Regions from separate parts of the Mus musculus genome. Here all the other regions are linked to region 2. A link is a contact called in public Hi-C and HiChIP or PLAC-seq data. All regions are on one chromosome and are shown on one strand. Each heading gives the region's core, a stretch centred on a gene start, on an enhancer-like site or on the middle of the called end of the contact. The rest is flanking DNA. Distances are from core to core; before and after follow the strand shown.

Region 1 (3,565 bases), core at 111-2,610, 300 kb after region 2:
CAACAAGATAGCATGAGAAGGAACGCATTCACATGTCTTTTAATAAAATACAGTATTAGTTATATTTAATCATTATTGCTGTTTTTAAAACGAAATCCCAAACATTTGGTTTTACCAAATGAAGACTCAGGATGCTTTGATGAAAGCCTGTTAGTCCAGAGAGGCAGAGAAAAAAACGAGCTAACCTTCTTCAACCCAGAAGGGGAAAATACCCAAACCAAACCAAACCGAACCAAACCAAACCAAACCAAACCAAACCAAACCAAACCAAACCAAACCAAACCACCACCACCACCACCACCACCACCACCACCAACAACAACAACAACAGTTCTTTTCCATACTCCCTTTAAAACCCTCCAAGCCAAATGTCCCTCCTTTCTACTTCCTGTGCATCTCATTATCTGTTCTCCTGATTTCCTCTCACATTTTGTGCTTCCTTTCCCCATCCCTATGTCAACTGATTATTTGCTCTGCCTCTTGACGTATGGTTGACTTTATTCAATCTTCTTTACAATAAGCTCTTTGATTAAAGGTGTGTTCTAGGGCTGAGCCACACCACACCTAGAGATTTTTCCAGTGTACAATCTGGAGGTTCACAGTATGATCAGATATCCTGCTACATTGTTCTCTTCTTCTCTAGCCCCTTATAGCTCTCATCTTCCTTCCTCTCTATGCAGGCCTTTCCCAACTTGTAACAAATTGCTTGTTTCAGGAACTAGAGTTGCCAAAATTAAAGCTAACAACTAGACTTTCAAGCCATGAACATTATTTCATACTGTTTTTTTGTAGCTCTTAGAGCTGGACACATAGCAAACTGAACAATCTGTTGCTGAGTTTAACTGGTGAAATTGTTAGAACAATTGTATAGTTGAGAACTTTCAATAGGCATGTCTTCATGGTAAGCATGTAATGTACACGATCAAATTACACATTTAAAACAACCATATGAAATATTAATGTACCTATTTTAAAAATAGAATTAAAATTCAAAAACATTAATACTGCACTCTTGGGAAGGTATGTCACAATTCAGATCCTGATCTGACTTACAACTAGGATTGCTTTCCCTACCATGCCACATTGTCCCCTAATTACATTCATGCCTATGATAACCTAATTACCCAGCATTGCACATAACCACAGATGTCTACGTTTACCTTAATAGACATGAATAATTTGTATCCTATTTATTGAATTATCTGAAGTTCCAAGCTGAACATTTTGCTTACATTCTAATCACAGTTGCAAAGTATTGTCATAGCGGATGGACATGTTCTCAGCATCAATGTCACTGTGAAACAATGAAAGAAAGAAAACCCTGCTAGGACAGAATTAGAGTAATCATTGAAATCATTAGAAGCATTAGCAGTTTATTCTGAGCCACATCAAGGAGAGTCACAGCCTGCAAGCTGAGCAGACGGAGCTGTATCCGCTATAATCATATTAGGGATGGTGAGGAATTGCACATTTATTGCATTATGCTTTGAGATCATGTACAACATTTAAGCAAGGGAAGGTCTGTTTTTTTTTGAATGATATTAGTTTCAAGCTAAATTCAATTTTTGAAAAGCAAACAATGCACAGTGTATTTAAACCCCAGTTAAAATGAAATCTTCACTTTGTACCTAACAATATATTTTTATTGGAAATTCAAAAATCTAAACCCCCACTACTCCAGCCTAAAAACTGATCTCGATTCAGTGGTGACTCTGATGCTCAGCTCTTTAATTTGGACTTTGCTGACAGCTGATTTCAATTTTTGTCTGTTTATGGAAGAAAATTAAAAGAACACACTCTCTATGATCCAGTGGTTCTTTGTGGTGGAGTGAGTCCTGTTCAGCCCTAAATGAAAACCCAGACACTTGTCACTAGAACTAATCCTTATGTAAACATGATTGCATTATAGGCAGAGCCCAGAGAGGCTGCAAGACACAAATGGAAGTATGCCACTTTCCTGGGCACTTTAGGGTCAATGTCTTTGTTATTGCAATTTCTACATAATGAGTTTGCAATAATCCACAAGGGACCCAGGAGCTTCTACTGATTGGCTTTGGGTATATGCCTATGGAAGAGTCAGAATTTTTAGTGTGTGTAAGAACATCTTCTGGGATGTCAAATACTTTGACAAAATATATGATTAAGCTGCATGGCAGGAGACTTGATTTTAAGTAAAAATAAACCAACAGGATAGCAATGCTATTTTTAGACTTTCAGAACAAATTAATGAACTAGGAGTGGTGTGCCTACAGGAAATCCAAGCACTAGAGAATCTGAGGCAAGAAGATCGTGAGCAGCATGAGCAGAGGTGGTAAAACAGAGAAGATCAGAAAAGAAGCTGGTGTGTCTGGAGCTGGTGTGAGGCAAAAGGCTTGAGTACTGAGATGACAGTGGTAGATGCTGGTCAGGTGTGAAGCTGCAAAAGGACGTAGCACCCCTTTTGTGCAAGGAGGGGATATAAGGTCAGTGTGACTTCTCTGTGGATTGGAAGAAACAAGGCAAGGCAGTGAGACAGGAAAAGATGCTGTTTGAGTTGTCTCAGTGGGCGCCAAGAATGATGTAGGGTAGGATATCAATGGAGAGAGTAAAATAAGCCGAGTTGATTTGTATATGAGGCAAAAGTAAAGAGTCTCTATATGCCAGTTTTAGTCTTCGCGACTCTCAGCGCAAGCTAAAGGACAGATCTTAAACAGAAAGTTGTCCTTGAGAATAGTAAGTGCGAACAGAATAAACAGGAAACCTGAAAGCATGTGGAACAGGGAACCAACCCATAGGGAAACTACATGTAAAGCCTTGACATCTAATAGATTGTCAGCTATTAATATTAAAGACCCTTGTGTCTATTTCATGTGTGTCTCTGAGTTTATTGGTGAAGAAATGAGTCCTCCAAGGTTAAACTTCAGAACGTGTGGGTAATCACCAAAATCACTCGGACATGAAGTCAATAATGGCATATGTTTGCGGTAGTAAATAAGAAGCAGGGATCTATCCACCACACTTTCCTAATTAAGAGAGGTTGCTGTTGACTACAAAGTTTCTTGCTTGAGCGCCTGTGTGGACAGCAATGTCAGTGATTAAAATAAAGAGCGATGTAGGAGAAACAGATTGAGGGTTGGGATAAGTGCACGAGAATGGAATGGATTAAATTTGGAGGTGACTGTGACATGCCCAAGTGCAGTTACTAGCTAGAATAATCACTTTAATAAAATATCAATGTACACCTAATGACACTAGTTTAATCATATCATCTTACTTTAAATTCCCATACAAATTAGAGCTAGAGACAATTTGTTTCCAGATGAGATAATTACTTGAAATTAGAGATGTGTTTACATCCTTCCAAATGAAACACCCTGGTGCTCTATCTCCTAGGTGCTTGAAGAAAAATAGATTGCCATATGACTAGGTTATTGTGCACTGTTTCCATACATGTGTGTATTAAGGTTTAAATAAGGGTGAGCATATTTATCTACTTGATATTGCCTTATGGTTTAAAAAAAAACACTCAAAATCCTTTGTGCAAGATTTAAAATTTTTAGTTAATCTCTATTGTGAAGATCCAGCG
Region 2 (3,735 bases), core at 588-3,087:
TGGTAGTCTATTGGGCATCAGCCTGACTGATACTCTCTGTTCTGCTCATATTTCAATCGGCTGCTCACAATACTCTAATCTTCCCTTAGTTGTTTAGATCAGTATTACACCTAGTACTACCAGCATACAAACCCCATTCTTTTCACACTGCCTGCATCCTATATCTACTAGAAGATCTACTAGAATATCTTTCTTGTAAATATCTTCAAAGCATGTTTATATATGTTGCTGTGATCTTTCTCCTTTTGCCTTTTATGTTCACTATGAGTAGATTTTTTCATCCACAACTAATTGAAAGAGTCCATGTAAAGGTCATCAATAGGATAGGATGTGCCAGGAAGAAATGACCAGAGTCAAATATTAACAGGAGAAAATTGTTGTGGATAATTTAAGTAAATGTAAATAAATAAATGGCTGTGAACAATTTAAATACAAATGTAGGCTTTATTTATTGCCATGAGCTATCAGAGCTGTTTTACTTAACTAAATGCTTCTTGGATCCTCTGGTGCTTCCCTCCTTCATCCAGGTTATATTAGTTAGGGTTTTCTAGAGAGAGACTGGTTGAATGCGTGTTATGGTTTGTATACGCTCAGCCCAGGGAGTAGCACTATTAGAATCTGTGGCCCTGTTGGAGTAGGTATGTCAGTGTTAGTGTGAGCTTTAAGACCCTCATCTTAGCTGACAAGAAGCCAGTATTCTGCTAGCAGTCTTCAGATGAAGAGGTAGAACTTTCAGATCCTCCTGAACCAAACCTGCCTGGGTGCTGCCATGTTCCTGCCTTGATGATAATAGACTGAAACTCAGAACCTGTAAGCCAACCCCAATTCAATGTCCTTAATAAGAGCTGCCTTGGTCATGGTGTCTGTTTACAACAGTAAAACCCTAAGATGTGTGTGTGTGTGTGTGTCTGTGTGTGTGTGTGTGTGTGTGTAAATTGGATTTATTTGAATGGATTACAGGTTATAGTCTATTCCAAAAATGTCTGTCTCCCAATGAAAAGTCTAAGAATATAGTAGCTGTTCAATTAAGGCTGGATGTCCTAGGTGATCTTCAGTATAAGCTGGAATCCAGGAGAACTAGGTTTTAATGTCAGCGAAAGAATGAACTTGCCAGGGAGAACAAGGGCAAGCTAGCAAAGGGCTTAATCTTCTTTTTCTATACTTAGCCTGCCTAAAGGTCCAGATTAAAGGTGGATCTTCTCATCTTAGTGATATGGATTTAAGATAGGTCTTATCTTAAATAGCTTAATTAAGAAAAATCTCTCACAGATGTACCTAACTGCTTGTGATTTTGTTAGATTCCAAATGTAGTCAAGTTGACCACCATAAATAGCCATCACATATATTTCAGTGATCTAGTTTCTAGGCTTGATCATACTTGCCCCCATTTGTGTAAGGTGAATTACCTAGATTTAACCTCCCTCACCTCTCTTTCAAACACTCTTTCAGCTTAATTTTATGCATGGTTTTCAGTTCCATTAGTAAGTTACCCAGAGTTAATAGTGTATTGCTTTAGTACTGATCTTTGAGACCTAGTTGTAGTTTCAAATATGTACTCTTTCCACGTAGATGTCAGGCAGGCTATACTTCGTCTACTTATGTGTAAAACTAAACTCTTGGGTTCTTTCCTCCTTAAAACTAGCTTTTCTTTATTGGTACAAGAAGCGACAGAACTTCCAAACAAGAGAAATTATGTGCAAAGTTTGAGCCCCACCCAGAAGGCGTGGGGAGGGAGGGAGAGGCCACCACGCGCAACTGCTGCCGTTGTCATCAGCACGCTTGGGCGGGGCCACTACTGCACATGCGCAGTGCGGGGCCTGTCCGCCTCTCGGAGCTGTCAATAAAGTTTTAGCGAACAAGCGCTCCTTTCCCCCGGCAAGATGGCGGAGTACGACCTGACTACTCGCATCGCGCATTTTCTGGATCGGCACCTGGTCTTTCCGCTTCTTGAGTTTCTCTCTGTGAAAGAGGTGAGGAAGCTTTGAGAAGGAGGACGGCGTAGGGACGAGAGAGGCGCCTGGAGACGCGGGGAGGCGGCGGCAGGGCCTACACACGTGCGAGCCGGAAGCCGGCTTGGGCCGCCCTGACAGACACGGGCTGGGCCCTGGGACAGCAGCTTCCCGCGTATCGTAGCGCTGTCGGGGTGCTCGGGGCGGTGGGACTCGGCTGTGCGTCCGGAGGGGTGAGGTGACAGCGCGGGGTTCTGGCGACGCCGGGGTCTTTGCTTCCTGGCCCGAGGCTCAGGATCCTGCGGGCGGCCATGTCTGTTTTTGCCTGAAGCTGCGTTGGCTGAGCGAGTGCTTTGGGCTCGCCACGGATGCTATTGGAAATTTCAGTTTTCTTTTTAGAAATTGAGTCTATGGCCTTGGATTTGGGTTGTGTTCAGAATCCCATTACAAGATTCTCTTACATTTCAGGCATTCTAATTTCCTTGAAGTTGTGGATACTTTGCTGTGAATTTCCTGGTCATCGATAGATATTTATTTCATAGGAATGTAGCGTACTTTGTCAGATGAGAGTGAGGACCAAGAATAACCCACAAGCTGCAATGTAAACTTTGTTTTTAGTGTTGATGTTCAGACTTAACGAAGTATGATTCAGTCATAAATGTTCAATGAGATGTCCTAAGTATGTAGTTTGGGGACTTAATACGTTTCAGTCCTGAATTTAGGAGTTTGTTTGGGGGTACTGAGAAGAAGTATTGGATTAGAACTATTATGGCTAACTATATATTGGCTTTATGGAGAAATTGATGCATTTTACTAATTACAGTAAGTAAAGTGTAAGGCTAGAATTTTGTCTAGCAGAGTTAGTAAGTTGTGCTTTCTGGACACAGATTATAACAGGGAACTGCAGATTCAGGGGCAGGTATTTTGTGTTCACTGGCAGTTTTCTAAAAAGTCTAGTAAAACTGTTTTGATGACATATATACGCTTCCAGATAGCTACGGTTTATATGACAGGTATAGTATTTATATTCATAGGAAGTTTTCTAAACAAGTGTATTGTCAGCAGGGAACAGCAAAATTAATTTTCAATAAATGCTGAAGAATGTCTTGACAGGTGGGTCATGAGCTTGATGGATATATTCTTTTTGCATTGAATTTTGTAGTCTGCACACTAGAGAGAAAAAGTTCTGACTGTCTTTTGTTTCATTTTCTGAGTATATGATATATATATATATAGATAGACAGATACAGATATAGATATATACATATTGAAGTCTCTCACCTTGCTAGTGTAGCAGAGATATTTTAGATCTGCCTGAACTTAATATTTTTGTGTTTTTTAATGCATTTATGTTTTTAAGGGAAGAATGTGTAAGTGTAGATTGTTTATTCATAGGCAAGGCTATAACTGAGACTCGGGAAACATCTAAAAGAATGTTATTACCGGGGTAGTACGGTGGCTTTAATACTTCAAGAGGAAGACCGTTCCTAAATATTGAGACATAAACTATGAAAAATCCAAGCTAAATCTCCAGCATCTCACCATTGAAAAATGTAACCTTTTTATAGATTGATGTGTCTGTAAGGTAAAAATGATACATATCAGGCAAGTATTGACTAAATACTGTTAAAATTCAAGAATTTCTGTTAACCATTAGTGGGCAAAAAAAGTACTTTGAAAGGGGGAATTGAGTCTTGGAAGCTAGGTAATTAGGACAGAGGCAGTGGTCATGATGTTTGCCATTACTGATACATTTGTATATTGGAGTATAAAAGTTCCAGGAGAG
Region 3 (3,588 bases), core at 364-2,863, 330 kb before region 2:
GCAACCCTCAGAACAACCCTTCTCCATTCTTCCCTGCCCAGTATTTATACAAAGGTTCTGTTTCATCATCCCTGTGGTACTTTTGTGAATCTGAAGACGCTCCAGCTGAGTGATTCAGAATCTTTTTAGCAGCCAAAACCAAGACACTGAGCAACTGTGATCCAGCTGCTAAGACTGAGAAGTTAAGCAGGTTCCCTGGGAATCCATCCTTTGGCCTCAAATGAGTGAAGAGCAAGCATATTCTCAGCTCATCCTGAGACTGAGAATAGGAAGTCTGTAAAGTTGATAAAAGCTCTCCCCCTCCAGATAATTCTGCAGCAGATTAATCCCAGGATAGAATCAGAACTTCAGCAAGAATTCAGTGCTATAGAGTACTAGTCAAGAGACTCAGCTGTGGTTCTAGGCTATGGATCTAGTTCTATCAACAACTCGGTTCATGGCCTTGGGTAGACCACTGACATTCTCAGATGCTGAGCAGAGGAGAAAGAGAGGAACAGTGAGGGGGAGGGGAAAAGGCAGCGAGAATGACTTCCCCTGGTTTGCTTATATTTCACTTTTCTTGCTGTACCATTCACAAAGGTGATTCATTCCAACAATAAAACTGACCAGAACTGCTATACACTATATGCTAGTGCCTCTCCTATCACCTATCACTTCAGCATACTGAGTACATAAATTAGTTAATCCGTTAATGAAAAAACTCAGTGGGTAATCTAACAGACTTGGGGCAACAGGGAATAGTAGTGAAACAATCATTTCTGTTGACCACGAAATAATCTTCTGTTCAAATTAGATACCACTGTCAGCCTTCTGACAGTTAACGTTCCAGATTCCACAAATTAAACATACTTCTCCATAATTAAATATCACAGCTTCATTGTTCCGATAACAAAAGTGGAATATTTTCCACCATCATAATGTCCTTAGCAGATAATGTCATTGGAATAGCATGATGTTACCACATGATAATAGGCTCTGGAGGCCAAAGTCAAGTTGCAATGTTTATTTTCAAAACAGATCATTACATTGACTTTTTTCCACTACCAAGTGATTGATGTAGACTTAAAGGTGACCAAGAACAACAAAAAAAAATTCTTTTAAGACCCTGATCTAACATTAGGGTCATATGCTAAATGATTCATATATCAAGGGAGATGCTACAAATAGCCATGCAGAATCCACTTAAAAATTAACCTTTTTCTTCTTTCAACTGCAATTTGCTCTGCAAAACAAGAGCAAAAGTCGGGGACCTCAAAGTGCTTCAGCACACAATAAGAGCTAGTGTTGAGACAATCCATTTCTTGATAACTATGGAATTCTGGATTAGGACACTCTCCAACAAAGAACCCTGGTGTGCAGGTAGACATGAGCCAACTCACCTTGACAAGCATTCCGAGGAAGGAAAGTCATTGGTCCCGTTACCAGGACCCACAAATAAACTCTCCGTACAGTGAAAATCTGCAAACATCCAAAACCACTGTGCTTTCCAGCATTTGGAGATAAAACCCGATCAGGGAGGTCATCTTCAAATACAGGCAGCTAACAATGAGTACCTTTCACACTGGCTGGGAGAACCCACAAAAGGCCTTTCAGCAGGAAGTCGCTCAGTACAAATGGCTGTGTTATCACATTTCCTCCTGTTCCTTCAGGGGAAGGCAGAGAAGGCAAATCTCCACAGTAAACGGCTTGATATCTTGAGTATAGCTGGCTTATGAAACCAAGTGTGACAAAGCAGCGAGAGCCATGTACACTTCTCATTTTAACAATCACTTAAAGTGTAAGATTCTCTGCTAAGGGTACTGCAGAAGACTGGAAAACCAAATCAAATAAAAGAGTGCATGTTAATCACCCTGCCTGCTGGCTGTTGTTTATTTTCTCTGCATGAAGTCATTTGGGCTGGGAGAGTTCCCCTTTAGAGCACTTTGCACAGTCAGTGCTTGCTGCTTGCATGACATGTGTGCCATGCACAATATTTTTGATGGTGATGCTAATTGGTGTTGAATGCAACTTATTTCTAATTCTCAAGAATTATGCATGTGTTATGAATGTCTGAGGCTCTAAGGCCCTAAGTTGCATGCTAAATATTAAAAGGGACATGTTTCACAATTGGGCAATCCAATAAGCTGGTGCGTTAACTGATTATTTTCGAACATGGTAGTCATGGAATTTGAGAGGAAGTGCTAGTGAAGGAGTTAATTTTAAAAAGCTTATAGATTATATGCCATAGGAAAAAACCTTACTTAGTACATGAAATATATTCCAAAGGAGCTTTCTCTGTGTCACACATTTCCCTTTGAAAAAATCTTGCCCATCAAGGTCTAACCTATAGCGTGTCAACCCTATGTTGCTATCCACGATGATGCCTCTGTGCTAAACTACCAGTCTGCTCTCCAGCAGCTCTTTTCATTTGTCACTTCCCAGCAGAGTCTCCTGAGATATAATAATAATAATAATAATAATAATAATAATAATAATAATAATAATAATATTCCATGTTTTGGGCACGATCATTCAGCTTTTAGTTGCATGTAGCAAACTTTCTGGGTTCTTGCTCCTACTGCCTTTATGTTATTTTATTTTTTATTGATTTTGTATGTGTATGCATTTATACATGTGTATATAGCCTATGTTTGTGCATATGTAGGTGCACATGAATTGAAATGAAAATGCAAGTGTGTTTGTGTGTGTGTGTGTGTGTGTGTGTGTGTGTGTGTGTATGTGTGTGTATGTGTGTGTGTATGTGTATTGATGTAAAAGTCTAAGACTGGCACTTTTTTGATTGCTCTTTACCATATTCATTGGCATAGAGTTCCTCAATTGAACCCAGAGTTTACAGACTAGGCTAGTGTAGCTATACAGGTTGTTCTTGAAGTCTTTTGTCTTTACTTTATAAGTGTTGGAGTTACAGGTAGCTGTTTGTCTTTTATATGAATTCTTAGGGTTGAAACTATGATTCTCACACTTGCATGGCAAGTATTCTTCCTGCTGAAATATCTCCCAGCCATTTGTACTAGTCCCTTAGTACCAAACCCTTCCTTTCAGCATCAATTTTTCAATTTGTTTTTGGTTTAATATCACTATTTTCTTATGAATCAGTAATTTGCATGATGTAGGGGTTAATATCTGGGCTACTATTCAAAACTTATAGTATGTATGCATCGCGCAATATGTCCAGTTTTGCTACTGTCTTTTCATACTTAAAGCTAGTACTTTTGTTGTCAGGCCTTAAATATATTTCTTGAAAATTTCAAAGATCACTGTGCCTCAGCAATATTCCTATAATGAAAAAAGCTAAAATGGCCTCTCCTAAGAAAGCATGAACTCTTCATTGTAATGAACCTATGCAACAATACTTAGCCTAGCCTTTGCCAGCCTCCTAACATAAAAAGCATGAACCTAGTAAGGGATGGCTATGTTATTGGTGGTACCCATGATCTTTTCCTGGGTTAGTGAAGTTCCTCTGATAAGCAGATTTCCCTGTCATTGTTAAACACTGTGGTTTCATAAAGGCTTAGACTCCTAATCCCTGATGTTCTCAGACTTGTCCTTTTACCTACGAAACCAACAATCAAACACCATTTTGCCAAA

The links. A called contact is a pair of places that touch in the nucleus more often than the background predicts. HiChIP or PLAC-seq counts read pairs in DNA pulled down with a chosen protein or histone mark.
Region 1: a Hi-C map of the N1E-115 cell line shows a contact between it and region 2, with 3 times the contacts expected there. The contact joins the enhancer-like site here to the promoter of Eif3e in region 2. A contact is called at or near these places in 2 of 39 promoter capture datasets (cranial neural crest and hippocampal neurons), 1 of 15 datasets of contacts at CTCF or cohesin (the NIH/3T3 cell line), 4 of 484 Hi-C or Micro-C datasets (the N1E-115 cell line, the NIH/3T3 cell line, cortical neurons and 1 more), 1 of 115 datasets of contacts at active chromatin or transcription factors (bone marrow-derived macrophages) and 1 of 9 other capture datasets (adipose tissue).
Region 3: a contact with region 2 is called in an H3K27ac HiChIP or PLAC-seq map of hepatocytes, with 6 times the contacts expected there. The contact joins the enhancer-like site here to the promoter of Eif3e in region 2. A contact is called at or near these places in 1 of 39 promoter capture datasets (cranial neural crest), 1 of 15 datasets of contacts at CTCF or cohesin (the NIH/3T3 cell line), 2 of 484 Hi-C or Micro-C datasets (adipose-derived mesenchymal stem cells and embryonic fibroblasts) and 3 of 115 datasets of contacts at active chromatin or transcription factors (bone marrow-derived dendritic cells, embryonic stem cells and hepatocytes).

What each region holds. Positions count from the first base shown.
Region 1 is chr15:42,977,341-42,980,905 of GRCm38.p6, reverse strand. The region is part of intron 1 of Gm46505 (a long non-coding RNA gene); the gene reads left to right. Among named protein-coding and RNA genes, the nearest start is that of Gm46505, 4.2 kb to the left of the region's middle. Within about 2 kb of position 1,360, at least 3 of the 459 cell types and tissues checked have an H3K27ac peak or open chromatin away from gene starts, as enhancers often do. A contact at or near this core is called in the N1E-115 cell line, where this site is marked.
Region 2 is chr15:43,280,838-43,284,572 of GRCm38.p6, reverse strand. It overlaps Eif3e (eukaryotic translation initiation factor 3, subunit E), which reads left to right and starts at 1,837. Exons shown (of 13, transcript NM_008388.2): 1 at 1,837-1,970. The coding sequence starts at 1,881.
Region 3 is chr15:43,612,501-43,616,088 of GRCm38.p6, reverse strand. No RefSeq gene overlaps it. Among named protein-coding and RNA genes, the nearest start is that of Gm41316, 110 kb to the right of the region's middle. Within about 2 kb of position 1,613, at least 23 of the 459 cell types and tissues checked have an H3K27ac peak or open chromatin away from gene starts, as enhancers often do. A contact at or near this core is called in the NIH/3T3 cell line and hepatocytes, where this site is marked.